Regions from separate parts of the Sus scrofa genome. Here region 2 is linked to region 1. A link is a contact called in public HiChIP or PLAC-seq data. All regions are on one chromosome and are shown on one strand. The core of a region is the stretch at or near the end of the contact, and the rest is flanking DNA. Distances in the headings are between cores, read along the strand shown. Region 1 has its middle 5.9 kb from the start of WDR87. Region 2 holds the start of PPP1R14A (protein phosphatase 1 regulatory inhibitor subunit 14A).

Region 1 (7,542 bases), core at 1,926-4,425:
ACATTTAATTTAGATTTTGCAAGTTAAACACATAACAAGGTTAAGCTGTTACTATAACCTATGTCATTTTTTTAAACCAAAGTTTGAAATGTGTCAGCAAAATACGTTTTACAGGGGAAAAAAGGCGCCAATCACTACACATTCTTCTAAATTCCATTTTTGATTTACCGCCCAACAACTGCAATGTCTGAAAAACCGGCTCACATTTAACTCTGACCATTCCACACAGACTGCTAAAAAATCCATGTGCTGTTGTCATTAACAATTAAGACCGACATGTTTTTTTAGTTATTGTTTTATTTCCTCAGATTTGAAAAAGCACTTAGGTAAATTTAGTGGCCATCACAAATTTGAGACCTCAAGTTCCCATCACCAAATGAAATTACAATGACAGATCTGACAGCAGATGGACCCTAAATGGAGAGCTAATGAATTTCCTGCCCAGCCTCTTCCCGGGTGTTCATGCTACTTCCAAAAATGCTCTGGATGGCCCTTCCCACAGAGGACAGTCTAACCCGCTGACACTGTGTAACTTTTTAGAATGAAATTCAGCAACTCAGCTGAGATTTGCCAGGCTGAAACTGTAGAGCTAGGTCCCCTGAAAGCCAGGCCTTTATTCCATACTTGTGACCACTGCAATCTGGCCAGGTCCATGTTGCCTTCTCTGCCCCCTACTAATACAATATTTCATATACATTAATCCTTGGTGACTTGAAACAAACAACTCAACTTGCTGGAAACGGCCGGGACTTTCAGCGATTATGAGATGAGAGACCAAGATGGGCCAACGAAATGGTGTTGCTGTGAAATGACAGTTCCATCCTTCCTGCCAATCAACGGGACGCAGGAAGGCTGGGGGAGAAGAGCAACTTCCAAGTTTTTGGCGTGGCCCATATGCTGATATGGTGATGACTGGGTCTGGGAGAAGTTCAGGTCAAACATTTTGAATTCGTGGTGCCCAAGGGACAGTTACCAGAGGACATGAAGGAGCACAGGCTCCACATCTGGAGCTGGATGGAGCTCAGGGGGCTATGGCTTGGAGACAGAGTTAAGTGCTGGCAGCATCAGTCCAGTGCATAAAGCACTAGAGCGAATGTGTTGGCTTTGGGGGGAGGAGTGCATAAGAGCTGTAAGCAGGGGGCTGCTGACAGCTAGTCAGTGCCATCTCTTCTCAGGCCCTCATACTGTAGTATGTTCCACAATTTAACCTTTGGGGAATAAAAATTAGGGGAGTCGTGGGGACTCTAACCTTGTCCCTGCTCTGCCTTGTAAATACAAACATAAGCAGCAAAGACTATCTAGAAAAACAAGACATGTTTATTAAGTGTTTACTATGCACCTGGCCCTATGCTAAACATAAAACATGAATATTCTCCTGGAATCATCAAAACAATCCTGGCACGAGTGTCTTATGACTACCATTTCACAGATGGGACACTGAGGCTGGGAGTGAACATGTGGGGGAGCTCAGGGCTGTCATGTCACAGCCTACCACAGTTAGGCAGTCTCTGGGCCAGATGGAGAGCACTGAAGTAGAACAATGATAATATAATAAGAGCTGCTACTTAGTGAGAGATGGCTCTGGACAAGGTATACAATCTCAGCAAATCCTTACAACCCTCTGAGGCTGATACTGTTATCCCATTTTACAAAGATGGAAACTGAAGCTGCAGGAGAGGAAGTCAACCAGACCAGTTCTGGGTCCGGCCCATTGGAAGACCAAGACTATAGCCAGGGCCCCACCCTCAGGGGGTCTCTCAGAAACTGGAAAAATGCTGAATAAAAGGTTCCATTTATTGAACGCTGATTACGTGCCAGCTGCTCTTTAAGCACTTCACAAATGGTAATCTCATTGCATCCTTAAAACGATTCTACAAGGTGGCTGCTATTAAAATCCCCATTTTATAGACAGGAAAACCAAGGCACGGTGTGGTAAGTCTGTCCACGCAAGGTCACACAGCTGGTAAACAGTAAAGCCTAAATTTGAACCTGGCTCTGACTCCCAAACCAAAGCACTTAACAAATAATTTCAGTTAACAGCAGTCACCCTGCATTGAATGCTAACTATGGACTCACCCTCAATTTACAACATGCGGTCAATAATACCTTCACCCCATTTCTCGGAACTAACAATCACGCAAACACGTAATTAAGTGCCTTATATGTGCCAAATGCTTTATTCACCAGATCTCAACATGCCAAAAGACTTTCCAGCAAAAGACAGACACTCTTCTTCCCCGGTTTGACGGAAAGGGGAAACTGAGGTTCGGCGCGGTTTTCCCAGATCGCAGCTCCCCAGGGTCAGAGCCAGAACGCGAACCTACCGCTACCCGACTCCCAATCCATGCTCTTCCGCAACAGCGCGGGATAGCTCGTCGGGAAAGTTGAACCATGCGGGCACGAGTCCGGCCAGGTCCGGAGGACGAGAGTCCCGCCACCGCCGCCCCCAACAACCGGTGCCCACACCCGGCCGTCAGCCCAGTCGCCCGCCGGTGCTGACCCTCGGGGTCCAAGTGGACACCGATTCCGCCCCCACCCCCGCGCGAGACCGCCCCTGCACCCGAGCCACATACCTGGGCGTCCAGGCTGCCCGCCCCGCGGGCCCCACGACCGAGGCGTCCAGAACCGCGCGGCTCGCTAAAGACGCCGCCAGCTCCGGTGGCCCGAGTGACTTCCAGGCTGCCCACTTCCAAGCCGCTTCGCGCGAGGCCTCCTGGGAACTGTAGTTTCGCCCCAGGCGGCGGCAAGCTGAGAAAAGCCTGACGCGCAAGTGCTGCCGGGAGCTGGAGGCGCGGCGCCGCGCCGCCTCCCGGGAAAGGTAGTCCACCTGTCGCCGCCGAGCCTCTCGAGTCTCTAGAGTACTTCCGCAGCCCCGAGGGGCGTGAGGGATGGAGGCGTGTCTTCTGCAGACTCCAACCCGCTGGCCGTGCTACTCGCTTTTCGAGAGCGGTTTTTCCCTTTTTCCCAGCCCTGTCCGCCTTCTCCCTTCCTTCGCTGGACCCTCTTCCTCCCTCCCCGCAAGGCGCGAGGTACTTACCCCGAGGGCGTGAGCCTCGGGAGAGGCGGGGGCAGAAGAGCAATGCGCTAGACCCCCAACCGAGGGGAGCGGTAGAGAAGGGCGTCTGAGCGCGCTCGCGCACGCGCGCTCGCCGACCAACTCCGGCCTAAATTGCCGCGGGCCCCCGCGGGGAGGACTTTTTTTTCTTTTCGAACGCGCGCGCGCGCGCGCGTGCGGGGTCTCGCGCTGGTTTTTTTAATGCCTGGCGCGCGCCAGTGCGCACGCGCGCTCACTCCCCTCGCCTCGGTCAGTCGGCCGGACACGGGGTTGGAGAGCTAACCGTTGTGTTGGCCGAGGCCTCCCGCAGCATCCCCAAGGTCTCTCCTCAGGCGCTCCTAGTCTAGGTCTGGTCCTTCACATAGGAGCTTCTGAGTGCCGCCACACGCGCCTCACGGGTCCCCTGTTGAGAGAGTCCAGTCTTCGCAGGTAACAGGCGCGGCCTCAGACTTGAAAAGGCGGACACGCCCTCCTGCCCTCCCACGCGGAGGGCCAGGACGCCCGAACGTGTTGGGATTCGGGTTTGATCGCCTCTCCCCGGACTAGGTGGCTCCAGATCTCTGCCTTTGACGGGAGTCTCAAGACCACCACCCAGGAGATGCCCTGGAGGCCCTGTTATCTATCATTCGTTCGTTTAAAAGTACTTTCCGAGCCTAACCAATGTTAGTTGAGTACCTATGGCCTGAGAAATTTTGTTCAAATTTTGTCTATCTGCTGCTGTAATCAAGGATCTGACCCTTTTTTCAAAAAAGGGATGTTGCCATTCCTACTCCGTTAGGGACTGGCTAGAGTCAGCACAAGGTTCTCTGGTTAAGAAAACCCAGTCAATAACCTTCCCACCTCATCCTGCCTTACAAGGAGATGCTCAGTAAAACTGACCGAGGAAGTACATATTTCTTCTTCCTGAGAGAGGGCAGAGGGTCATTCATTTGCTCACTCATTCAACAAAAGTGTATTAAGTATCTAGCTTGGGTGTTTATTGAGAACAGGGGAGAAATCAAGACAGAATGCTTTCCTACCCTTAAGGAGCTGAGTGCAGACCACCACAGGTCTGTGACAATCTAAAACAGTATTAACAGAAGTATAATGCAAGCCAATTATGCAGTTTCAAATTTTACATTAAAAAAAGGTGAAATTAATTTTATTTAAGCCAGTATATCTAAAATAAGGTGTTTATTGAAAAAAGATTCAATTTTAAAATTTAAGCTAATTAAATAAAACGCTGAGGCGTTAGCAAAGATATTCATTTGCAGCATGGGTTGTAGCAAAAGGTTGGAAACGGAGTTCCTGTCATGGCGCAGTGGTTAACGAATCTGACTAGGAACCATGAGGTTGCGGGTTCGATCCCTGGCCTTGCTTAGTGGGTTAAAGATCCGGCATTGCCGTGACCTGTGGTGTAGGTTGCAGATGTGGCTCAGATCCCACGTTGCTGTGGCTCTGGCGTAGGCCAGCAGCTACAGCTCCGATTCGACCCCTAGCCTGGGAACCTCCATATGCCGCGGGAGTGGCCCAAGAAATGGCCAAAAAAAAAAAAAAAGGTTGGAAACTGCCCAATGTCCATTAATAGAAATTTAGATAAATAAATGATAGTTCAGCCACACAGTGGAATACCATGCAGCTGACAACTGCTGAAAAATGAGACAGAGCTGTATGTTTTAATGAGTTTATTATTAAGATTATTGAGAAAAAGGTGCAAACAGTATATATAGCATACTACCATTTGCAGAAGAAAAATATTTTTACATACATGCTTGTGTGTGTATAGAACACCTGTAGAAAGACATAATCAGGGTTACCTTTCTGAAGGGGAAATAGGACGGGTGACTTTTTTCTTTTCTTTTTTTTTTTTTGGTCTTTTTGCCATTTTCTTGGGCTGCTCCCGAGGCATATGGAGGTTCCCAGGCTAAGGGTCGAATCGGAGCTGTAGCCACTGGCCTGCGCCGCAGCCACAGCAACGTGGGATCCGAGCGGTGTCTGCAACCTACACCACAGCTCATGGCCACGCCAGATCCTTAACCCACTTAGCAAGGCCAGGGATCGAACCTGCAACCTCATGGTTCCTAGTCTGATTTGTTAACCACTGATCCACGACGGGAACTCCCAGGTGACTTTCTTTTCAGTAGATGCTCCTTAGTATATTTTGAATACTTTTGCCATGTAATACTTTTACATTTTAAAAAGTTGATAAATGGAGGATGGCAGCTAAGTCACAGAATCATTGTATAAAAATTAAATGAAACAATATATGTAAAATTCCTAGGCTACCACTTTACACCCTTAATCAGTTCTGGATGCTATCACTACTCCCATGCTGGATAACTCTTCACCCAGTAGAAACTAGCCCACCCTGGTAGTGTATGTTTGTCAGCCTAAAAAAATTGTTTCTTTCCATAAAGAAAATTAAGGGCATTCCAGTTCCAGCCCTAGCTGTGAAGTCACCTGTAAGGCCAGAGTAGCATCCCCAGGCCCCGGGGACAGACTTGGACTCCTTATCAGTAATGTCATTTGAAAAAAAATAGAGGAATCCAAGATTGCCCTCTGGCTTTCCTGTCCCTCTGACTATACAATGAACTAATTGGGCCCTTCTGATGTCAGCTGAGCTTTCTACATCACTGTCCCCAAATGTGAGAGCCACCTGCAAGACGAAAGAATATAACCCATCACCCAGAATTTCTCATTGTAATCAATTTTATGACCGTTTTTTGATGTCTGCCTTCTCTGCTAAACTGTAAGTTCTATGGGCAAGCATTGTATACCCTTACACTTTTATAATGTGGTATGTGGAGTCAGTAAGTCACCCAAGAGGAGCCCAGGGGCCCAATAGTGTCATGGAGTGCAGTGCCCCCTAGAGCCAATTCTCTGTATTACAAAGGCAAGGCTCATGGGATGCTGGCCTTCCTACCACCACCACCCACGAACACCTTGGAATGGACTACAACAGCACAAAAAAAAAAAAAAAAAAAAAAAAAAAAAAAAAGATGTGCCAGCAATGCCTAAGCACAGACCTGGTTTGTCTCTATAGTTAACAGGATATACCATATCTCAGCCCTAAATACTGACTCCCCTGAATTGGCTGCAGAACTTGAATTCTCCATTTAGATCATCTTTGGATTATCAAGATATTAAAAAGTCAAGACCATTGGGATAAAGGCATCTGGAGCCTACTCTGGACTTGCTTTTAAGAACAGGTAATGAGATTAGGGAATCAAATGGGGGGAGGGGATTTTAGAAGTTTCCTCTAAGGAAACTGGTGTATGGAATGGAAGAGGGTGGCAAACACAACAACAACAACAAACACACAAAAAAACAGAGGTTTGGGGCTTGAAGGGCTTCTTTCTCACTAACTTCCAAGGCACATGCCCCCAAAGGGTCCCAGCTGCCTGCTTTTTATAGGCTAGTTAAGAGAAGTTATACCTAGAGGAGATATTAGAAATAATGCAAACTGATGGCAATGACTGCAAATTTGTTGACTACAAATGACTTTTCTCTCAGCAGCTCTGGAGCCTCAAGAAGGATCTGGTGGGGTAAATCTTAGCTCTGGGGCCCTGGCCCACAGGGCCATCCACCGATTCATTTCAGCAGATCACAGTGGCTCCTGAAAGGTGGTCCAAAGAGTACTAAGTGCAAGGTTACAGGGGAATAGAATGAAAAATGGTATGGCAGGAGAGCAGCATTTAGCCTTGGGGAGAGTAGAAAGAGACATAGGGAAGGAGTTCCCATCGTGGCTCAGTGGTTAACAAATCAGACTAGGAACCATGAGGTTGCGGGTTCGGTCCCTGCCCTTGCTCAGTGGGTTAAGGATCTGGCGTTGCCCTGAGCTGTGGTGTAGGTCACAGATTTGGCTCGGATCCCGCATTGCTGTGGCTGTGGTGTAGGCTGGCGGCTACAGCTCCAATTGGACCCCTAGCCTGGGAACCTCCATATGCCACAGGTGTGGCCCTAAAAACACAAAAAGACCAAAAAAAAGGAAAGAAAAGAAAGAGACATAGGGGACACTGATGTCTGAAAACAGTCCCCAGTTCTGATGAGTGGTTTGTGGGGCAGAGAGCTCCCTTAGCATCAGCTAAGAGAACATTTTCTCCTTCTGAAATGATAGAAGAATCCCAAACTGTGAGTTTTTCTTTGTATGGCTGCACCCTCGGCATATGGAAGTTCCCAGGTTAGGGGCTGAATCAGAGCTACAGCTGCCGGCCTACACTACAGCCACAGCAATGAGGGATCTGAGCCACCACATCTGCGGTCTATGATGCTGTGAGCTGCATGATGCAGCTCACAGCAATGCATTATTATTATTATTATTATTATTATGTCTTTTGAGGGCTGCCCCCGTGGCATATGTAGGTTCCCAGGCTAGGGGTCTAATCAGAGCTGTAGCCACTGGCCTATGTCACAGCCACAGCAATGCCAGATCCGAGCCGCATCTGCAACCTATACCACAGCTCACGGCAACGAGGGATCCTTAACCCACTGAGCGAGGCCAGGGATCG
Region 2 (7,542 bases), core at 1,844-4,343, 270 kb before region 1:
CGGTAAGTTTTATTGTTATTTTAAAATTCTCTACAGACGGTGCACTCCTTTTTTGCCTGTACCCAAGGTGGACCATCCCTATGGCCCTTCCTTTGGTACCTCACTAGTTAGAAAACAGACAGCAAACAAAATGAGTACATTATATCCAATGATGGGAGTTCCCATGGTGGCGCAGCAGAAACAATCTGACTAGGAACCATGAGGTTGTGGATTTGATCCCTGGCCTTGCTCAGTGGGTTAAGGATCTGGCGTTGCCATGAGCTGTGGTGGTGTGGGTCGCAGATGTGGCTCAGATCTGGCATTGCTGTGACTATAGTGTAGACTGGCAGCTACAGCTCCGATTCGACCCCTAGCCTGGGAACCTCCATATGCTGCAGGTGCGGCCCTAAAAAGACAATAAATAAACAAACAGACAAACAAATAAATAAATACAAAGGCCCAGATTAAAAAAAAAAATTATATCCAATGTTAAAAGGCAGTGAATAGGGAGATCCCGTGTGGCTCAGCAGGTTAAGAACCTGAAATTGTCTCTGTGAGGATGTGGGTTTGATTTCTGGCCTCACCCAGTGGGTTAAGGATCTGACATTCCCGCAAGTTGTGGCATAGGTTGTATATGCAGCTTGGATCTGGCATTGCTGTGGCTGTGGTGCAGGCCAGCAGCTGCGGCTCCAATTTGACCCTTAGCCTGGGAACTTGAATGTGCCTCGATTCTTGCGGCCCTAAAAAGAAAAGAAAATCTCCATTTACAGCTGAGAAGCCTCAAACTCAAAAAGGGTAAGTGTCAGAGTTCCCGTCATGGCTCAGCAGCATCAAACACGATTAGTATCCACGAGAACATGGGTTGGACCCCTGGCAGCAGGTCTGATTCAACCCCTAGCCTGGGAATTTCCATAGGCCACAGAGGTAACCTTAAGAATTTTTTTTTTTTAAAGGCAGTGAGTATTATGAATAAAACACAGAGCCAGGTAAGGGGCATGGGAATTGCAATATGACATAGTGTGATCAGAGAAGACCTCACTGCACAGGTGACATTTGAGGGGGTGCAGCAGTGAGCCCTGGTGACATCATTGTGGGAAGAGCTTTCCTGACAGAGGAACAGCTAGTGCAAAAGTGTGTGGATGGGACTGTGTCTGGCAGACTTTGATTGCCCCCCCACTGAACAATGGGGATCCATGGAGAAGTTTTTTTCTGTTAATATGACAGGTTTATTGAGACATAACTCACAGGCCATACATTTCACGCCTTTAAAACCTACAATTCAAGGAGTTCCCGTTGTGGCACAGTGGTTAACGAATCTGATTAGAAACCATGAGGTTGAGGCTCGATCCCTGGCCTTGCTCAGTGGGTTAAGGATCCGGCGTTGCCGTGAGCTGTGGTATAGGTAGCAGACACGGCTTGGATCCTGAGTTGCTATGGCTCTGGCATAGGCTGGCAGCTACAGCTCTGATTAGACCCCTAGCCTGGGAACCTCCATATGCCGCAGGAGCGGCCCTAGAAAAGACAAAAAAAAAAAAAAAAGTACACTTCAGTAGTTTTTGGTATATTCATAGAGTTATGCAACTACCATCACAATTGATTTTAGAAAATTTCATTGACCTCAAAAGAAATCTCTTACTCTTTTTTTTTTTTTTTTTTGGCCATGTCTGTGGCATGTGGAAGTGCCCAGGCCAGAGAAGCAGCTGTGACCTACAGCAATACTGGATCCTTTAACCCACTGCACCGGCAGGCGATCAAACCCACACTTCTGCAGCATCCAAACCACTGCAGTTGTGTTTTTTTTTTAGGGCTTCAGCCGCGGCATAGGGCTATTCGGAGCCTAGGGATCACATTAGAACTGCAGCTGCAGCCTATGCCACAGCAACGACAGGTCAGAGCTGCATCTGTGGCCTGCACCACAGCGCACAGCCACGCCAGATCCTTAACCCACTGAGCAGGGCAGGGGTCAAACCCAGGTCCTCATGGATACTAGTCAGGTTCGTTACCACTGAGCCACAAGGGGAACTCCTGCAGTCAGATTCTTAACCAACTGTGTCATGGTGGGAACTCCTTTTCAATTTCTTGATATCCTTTGAAACACAAATTTTTAAATTTTGATGGTATCCAACTTATCTTTTTTTTCTTTTATCGTTTGTGCTTTATGTGTCATGTAAGAAGCCACTGCCTCATTATAAATCGTCTTCAGCAGCGAAAGGACATGGCCAAATTTAAGTTTTATTTAAGTTTTGCAGTGTTATTCTTGCTGCTTTCCATCAGAAGTGGGAAGACTTGTGAGGTAAGGGACTTCTCTGGTCACCCTCTCCCCTCCCTAAAACCCCACCCTCACCCTCACTCCATTTCTCATTTTATTCTCCATGGTTCTCCATACAACTTATATTCTAATAAATGTACAATGCACTGTACTTACTTATTACGTTGCCGCCCGCCTCCACCACAAGAGCGTCACCCCTGTGAGGACTGGGCTTGTGTGTTTTGTTCCCTGCTCTGTCCCCAGTGCCTAGGAGAGTGGGGGCCGGGGAGCCTGGTGGTGGCCAGAGGGAGAGAGGACCATTGGATGCTATCTGGTGTGAGGCGTCTAATATGAAGGAGAAAAAGAGAGAGGGACTAACACCCCAATGTCATGATGTCAACTGAGTATTTCTTGAATACAGTGAGTGCATGTGAACGAATGGACGCTTGGATTGTGGGTAAATGAAAGAAAGGATGTGCTTCGAAGACTGTGGTTTGACCTTCCCTGTGGAAGGGTTTGTTCACAGGGGGCTCCTGTCATGTCCCTTGCAACCGCCAGAGGGAGCAAACAGGCCAGGTCCCGGAGAACCGTCCCGGGACCCGCCCCCCGGGATCCAGGCCCCGGGAGCCCCAGCCGCCCGGCCCCGGCCTGGGGCTCTCGGCCCCGGCCCCTACCTGAGCCAGGCCCAGCCGCGGGCTTCACGCCCACGCGGCGGCCGGTCCTCGCGCAGCAGGCGGGGAAACTGAGGCCCGGGCGGCCGGGGCGTGGCCGGCCCCCCGGCGAGCCCGAGCCCCCGCCCCCGGCCAGCCCCGCCCCGGCCCGTAAGAGGCCCCCTGGGTGAGAGGCGAAAGCGCACAGCGCGGCGCCGGGGCCGGGGCCAGGACCGCGATGGCAGCTCAGCGGCTGGGCAAGCGGGTGCTGAGCAAGCTGCAGTCTCCGTCGCGGGCCCGGGGGCCGGGGGGCAGCCCCGGGGGGCTGCAGAAGCGACACGCGCGTGTCACCGTCAAGTACGATCGGCGGGAGCTGCAGCGGCGGCTGGACGTGGAGAAGTGGATCGACTGGCGCTTGGAGGAGCTGTACCGTGGCAGGGTGAGGCGGGGAGGGGTGGGGGGCGCAGGGGGCGTCCTAGACCGACGGAGCCCGGGCCCTGCCCCCCTGCGCCTTGGGGGTCTCTCATTGCTTGAGCTCGCTGGTGCATGCGCAGCCTCCTTGCCAGGGGAGAACGCTGGCCCCGCGACACATGGGCCCCCGCCGTCCACCCTCCCTGGCACTCTGCTTGTGCTCACACTTGGGTAAAAACACAGGGGAGGACCAGGGCTTTAGCATATGGGAGGTTAGGAGGCCAACTTGGGGAGCCAGAGTGGCCATATCTGGAAGAAAAGGTGGGGGGAGGAGGATGTCTTAAAGCCAAACATAGACATGGTGACCGGAGATACAACCGCAGGGAACCGCACAGCCAAGGAAACATCAGCATTCACAGACCTGCACAGTGACAAGCTATGGCCACTCACAGACCCAGTGACAGAAGCAACAGCCATGCACAGACTGTCAGGGACACCGGCTGTGGGACAGATCAACCCATGCTACAGCCACAGGCTCTCCTGGTCACAACAGCACAGGCCACAGTGCCCTATACAGATACAACACAACTACGCCCACACAAAAGGACTCCACTTACAGCTGTTCATAGACACACACAGCGCAATCTGTAGAGCCTTGCAAGCAGTGCAAGCTACAACAGCTACCCCGACACTCAGTGATTCAAGTAACGACCATCCATTATCTCCTAAAAGCAAAAAACATGCAAAGGCAATGACAGATGCTGCAGCCACACGCAGACATCAAATAACAGGAATTATAGCTACACCCAGACAGAAAACCGCGTAGGCTATGGGCACCTGTGGACGCACAATGGCAGAAGCTGCAATTGCCTGTGGACACATAGGGCATAAGCTGCAGCCTCCTGTGCTGTCTCAGGGGGTCCAGACAGACACATTTCACTTGTCTCCGCTTGAAGTCACACTTTGTACCACCCATGAGAGTCAGAGGAAGCGGACACAGACATGTGAGATGACAGAGCCTCCTCAGCCCAGCACAAAGGTGGGAGAAGCCGTGGCCCCTCGCAGTGACCCGAGGGCCCCTGTTCTCAGACACATGAGCTCACGCAGGCGGACAGTTGCTAGTGGTCGGTGGGATCCTATGAGCTCACCCTCAGACGGCGCTAGAGCCAGCCGGACACTCAAGGACACAAGTTGTGGTCACTTACTGATCAACATATCCCACAGCGACACATGATGATGAGACAAACATGCTAAGCTAGAGTCACACGCCGCCTACCATAGGAGGACCGTGGGCCCCTGTACAAGCTGCACGGTATGTCATACATTGCTACACCCTCCCACTGGCCCTGTGGCCTGGGCATCAGGCTGTGACTCACACGGACGGGTAACACACCGACACTCCAGTCTTTTGCTGAGCCCTCATCTCCACATGCAGCTCCCAGACCACCCAAGGCCTGGAGCCTGCAGTGGAATCTGCAGGACTTTGGTGGGGAAGGAAAAAATCTGTAGCCTCGGGACCTCGTGCTCAGACAGCTGGGTTCTGTCCCCGACAGGGGTACTGAGCCAGCCTGCATTTGGCCCTTTGCCCCAAGAGGCTGTACAAGCCCCCCAGTTGTCTGCTCAAAGGTGGGCTGGTGGCTTATTCTACCCACCCACCTTGGGGGGCCTCTTTGGCCCCAAGGGGAGGAGGAGGCTGGCCCAAGGCCTCTCTGTCCCCTGGGGCCAGGGCCCACCCCCAGCAGGCTCCATCCTGCCAGCCTCCCTCCCCTGCACCTAGTGCTTAAACTTTTCCTTGAAAGGGCAGAGCCAGCCCCTCTCCTGAATCCCAGAATCTGACATTCCAAGACTCAACCTAGGCCTGCTTCCCACTATGGGAACTGCGGCCAAGGGGAGAGACCCATGCCAGCCCCGAGACTCCCGGGCCCCGGGGCCAGCATCTGAGCTGGTACAGGCTCCTGGGGCCTCTGTCAACCCATCTGTCACCCCTCCCCCAACACCCAGATGTCCCGCCTTGGCGGTGCTGTCCCTGACTGTCACATTATTGCTCCGGAACCCGCCAGCTGGGCCCTGGGGCCGCCGGGGCTCCTCCGGAGCCCTGGACAAAGGCGGGGAAGGAGGGGCAAGGCCGCCTGACAGCCCGTCCCTCCCCGCCTCAGGAGGCAGACATGCCCGATGAAGTCAACATCGATGAACTGCTGGAATTAGAGAGTGAAGAGGAGAGAAGCCGGAAAATTCAGGTACGTGAAAGGGAAAACCACCCCAGCCCCTACCCTGCCCTCCCTGAAAATCATATCAATATGATTTTATTTTAATGTGTTTATCAAGCATTTCCTAAGTGCCAGGCGCTGTTTCCATTGCTTTACACTTAGTAACTCATTTAATCCTCACAAAACCCTCCGAAGGCTTTATTATCTTGGTTTCATTATCATCCATCTTACTGATTTTCCACATGGGGAAAATAAGGCCCAGAGAGCTCCAATCACTTGCCCAGGGTCACACAGGTCAGGAGGAGCACAGCTGGGAGTTCCCCTTGTAGCTCAGTAGATTAAGAACCTGACTAATATCCACGAGGACATGAATTCCATCCCTGGCCTTGTTCAGTGGGTTAAGGATCTGGCGTTGCCCTGAACTGTGGTGTAGGTCGCAGACGCGGCTCAGATCCTGCGTTGCTGTGGCTGTGGTGTAGGCCGGCAGCTGCAGCTCTGATTCAACCCCTAGCCTGGGAATTTCCATATGCTGTGGGTGCAGCCCTAAAAAGCAGAAAAAACAAACAAACAAGACAAAAGAAGGAGCACAGCTGAGAGTCAGAGCCAGGCCGTGGTCTGCACGCAGTGTCCTTGCTCTTCTGGCCTCTGTTCTCCTAGAGGCGGGAAATCCTGTGTGATCTTCTGGGCCTCTCTGGATCTAGCACTGGCCCTGGTGCTGAGTTTCTCGAATCAACCTTGTTCCCAGTTGCTCTATACGATGCTCAGGCCTTGTTCCTCCCTTGAAGCCACAGGAAAGTCCACCTGGAGTCTGACTTTTGTTTGTCTTGTTGCCTTGGGGCTTTGTTGGGGAAAGGGAGGGGCTGGAGGGACTGGGAGAGCCATAAATTGTTATTTACTATTTTTCTTTCCCTTTTTTTTTTTTTTTTTTTTTTTTTTTTTGCGGGGCATGTTTAGGGACTCCTAAAGTCATGCACGAACCCCACAGAGGTGAGCCCCATTCTGCCCCCTGATGGGGGGAGGGGGAGAGGTCTCTGGGGAGGAGGGAAGAAGTCTGGGAGCCCTGCCTGTCACAGCCCTGTCCTCCCCTCCAGCGGTGTCTTTTGTCTTCCTCATTCCTGTCCCCTCTCCCCCATCTGCCACTGGGCTCCATTATCTCCTCTCCGCTGAGACCCCCCCATCTGTCTCCCATTTCTGCCTCTGCAGGGCTCTGTCTGCCGTCCCCTCTCCCCTGTTGCTACCTCTACCGCCCTGGGGCTCCCTTCCCCACCTCTGGGGGGGCCCCCATCCTTCCAGGCCCTGAAGCTGAGTGGCCCAACCCCTCCCACTTCCTTCCCTGCTTTAAAAGGGAAAAATATTCATGTTTCTCTCACCAGCTCTGGGCCGCGTGGGGGACAAACGTCACCGGCTCAGGCCTCCGTCCCTGGGGACCCTCCTGGTGATCTCTTGGCCTGAGAAATATCTCAGTGGCTCTCTGGCTCTGGTTCTTTGTCCCTTCGTCTTTCCCTCTGTCTCTATCTCTGCATCTGTTTCTTTCAGTCTCAGCTCCAAGTCTCCGTCTGTGTCTTTCTCTCCCCCCTCACGTTTCTCTGTCTTTGCATCCATGTCTCTCTCTCTCTTTTTTTTTTTTTTGCTTTTCAGGGCTGCACCCGTGGCATATGGGGGTTCCCAGGCCAGGGGTCTAATCAGAGTTACAGCTGCCAGCCTACACCAAAGCCACAGCCACGCCAGATCAGAGCCGAATCTGTGACCTACACCACAGCTCACAGCAACGCCGGATCCTTAACCCACTGAGCGAGGCCAGGGATCGAACCTGCAATCTCATGGTTCCTAGTCGGATTCGTTTGCTCTGCGCCACGGCGACGGGAGCTCCTGGATGGATGTCTCCCGGTCTCTGCTGCTGTCTCCCATCTCCTCTCCTTCTCTCCCCCGTCGTGCTCCTCTCCATCAGTAGCCTCTCCTCCCCCTTAACTCCCCCTCCCCCTCTCACTGACCAGGAAGCAGGAAAAAGATGGGCTTAGGTCGGAAGGGCTGGGCTGGGGGGCATCCC

Evidence for each region. HiChIP or PLAC-seq counts read pairs in DNA pulled down with a chosen protein or histone mark.
Region 2: an H3K27ac HiChIP or PLAC-seq map of skeletal muscle shows a contact between it and region 1, with 5 times the contacts expected there. The contact joins the promoter of PPP1R14A here to the enhancer-like site in region 1. A contact is called at or near these places in 2 of 5 promoter capture datasets (fetal skeletal muscle and liver), 9 of 47 Hi-C or Micro-C datasets (blood, embryonic fibroblasts, fetal heart ventricle and 4 more) and 2 of 2 datasets of contacts at active chromatin or transcription factors (alveolar macrophages and skeletal muscle).

The regions. Positions count from the first base shown.
Region 1 is chr6:46,904,019-46,911,560 of Sscrofa11.1, reverse strand. No RefSeq gene overlaps it. Among named protein-coding and RNA genes, the nearest start is that of WDR87, 5.9 kb to the right of the region's middle. Within about 2 kb of position 3,175, at least 70 of the 83 cell types and tissues checked have an H3K27ac peak or open chromatin away from gene starts, as enhancers often do. A contact at or near this core is called in alveolar macrophages, embryonic fibroblasts, fetal skeletal muscle and 3 more, where this site is marked.
Region 2 is chr6:47,169,608-47,177,149 of Sscrofa11.1, reverse strand. PPP1R14A (protein phosphatase 1 regulatory inhibitor subunit 14A) reads left to right here and starts at 3,093. Exons shown (of 4, transcript NM_214337.1): 1 at 3,093-3,316; 2 at 5,445-5,525; 3 at 6,450-6,482. The coding sequence starts at 3,116.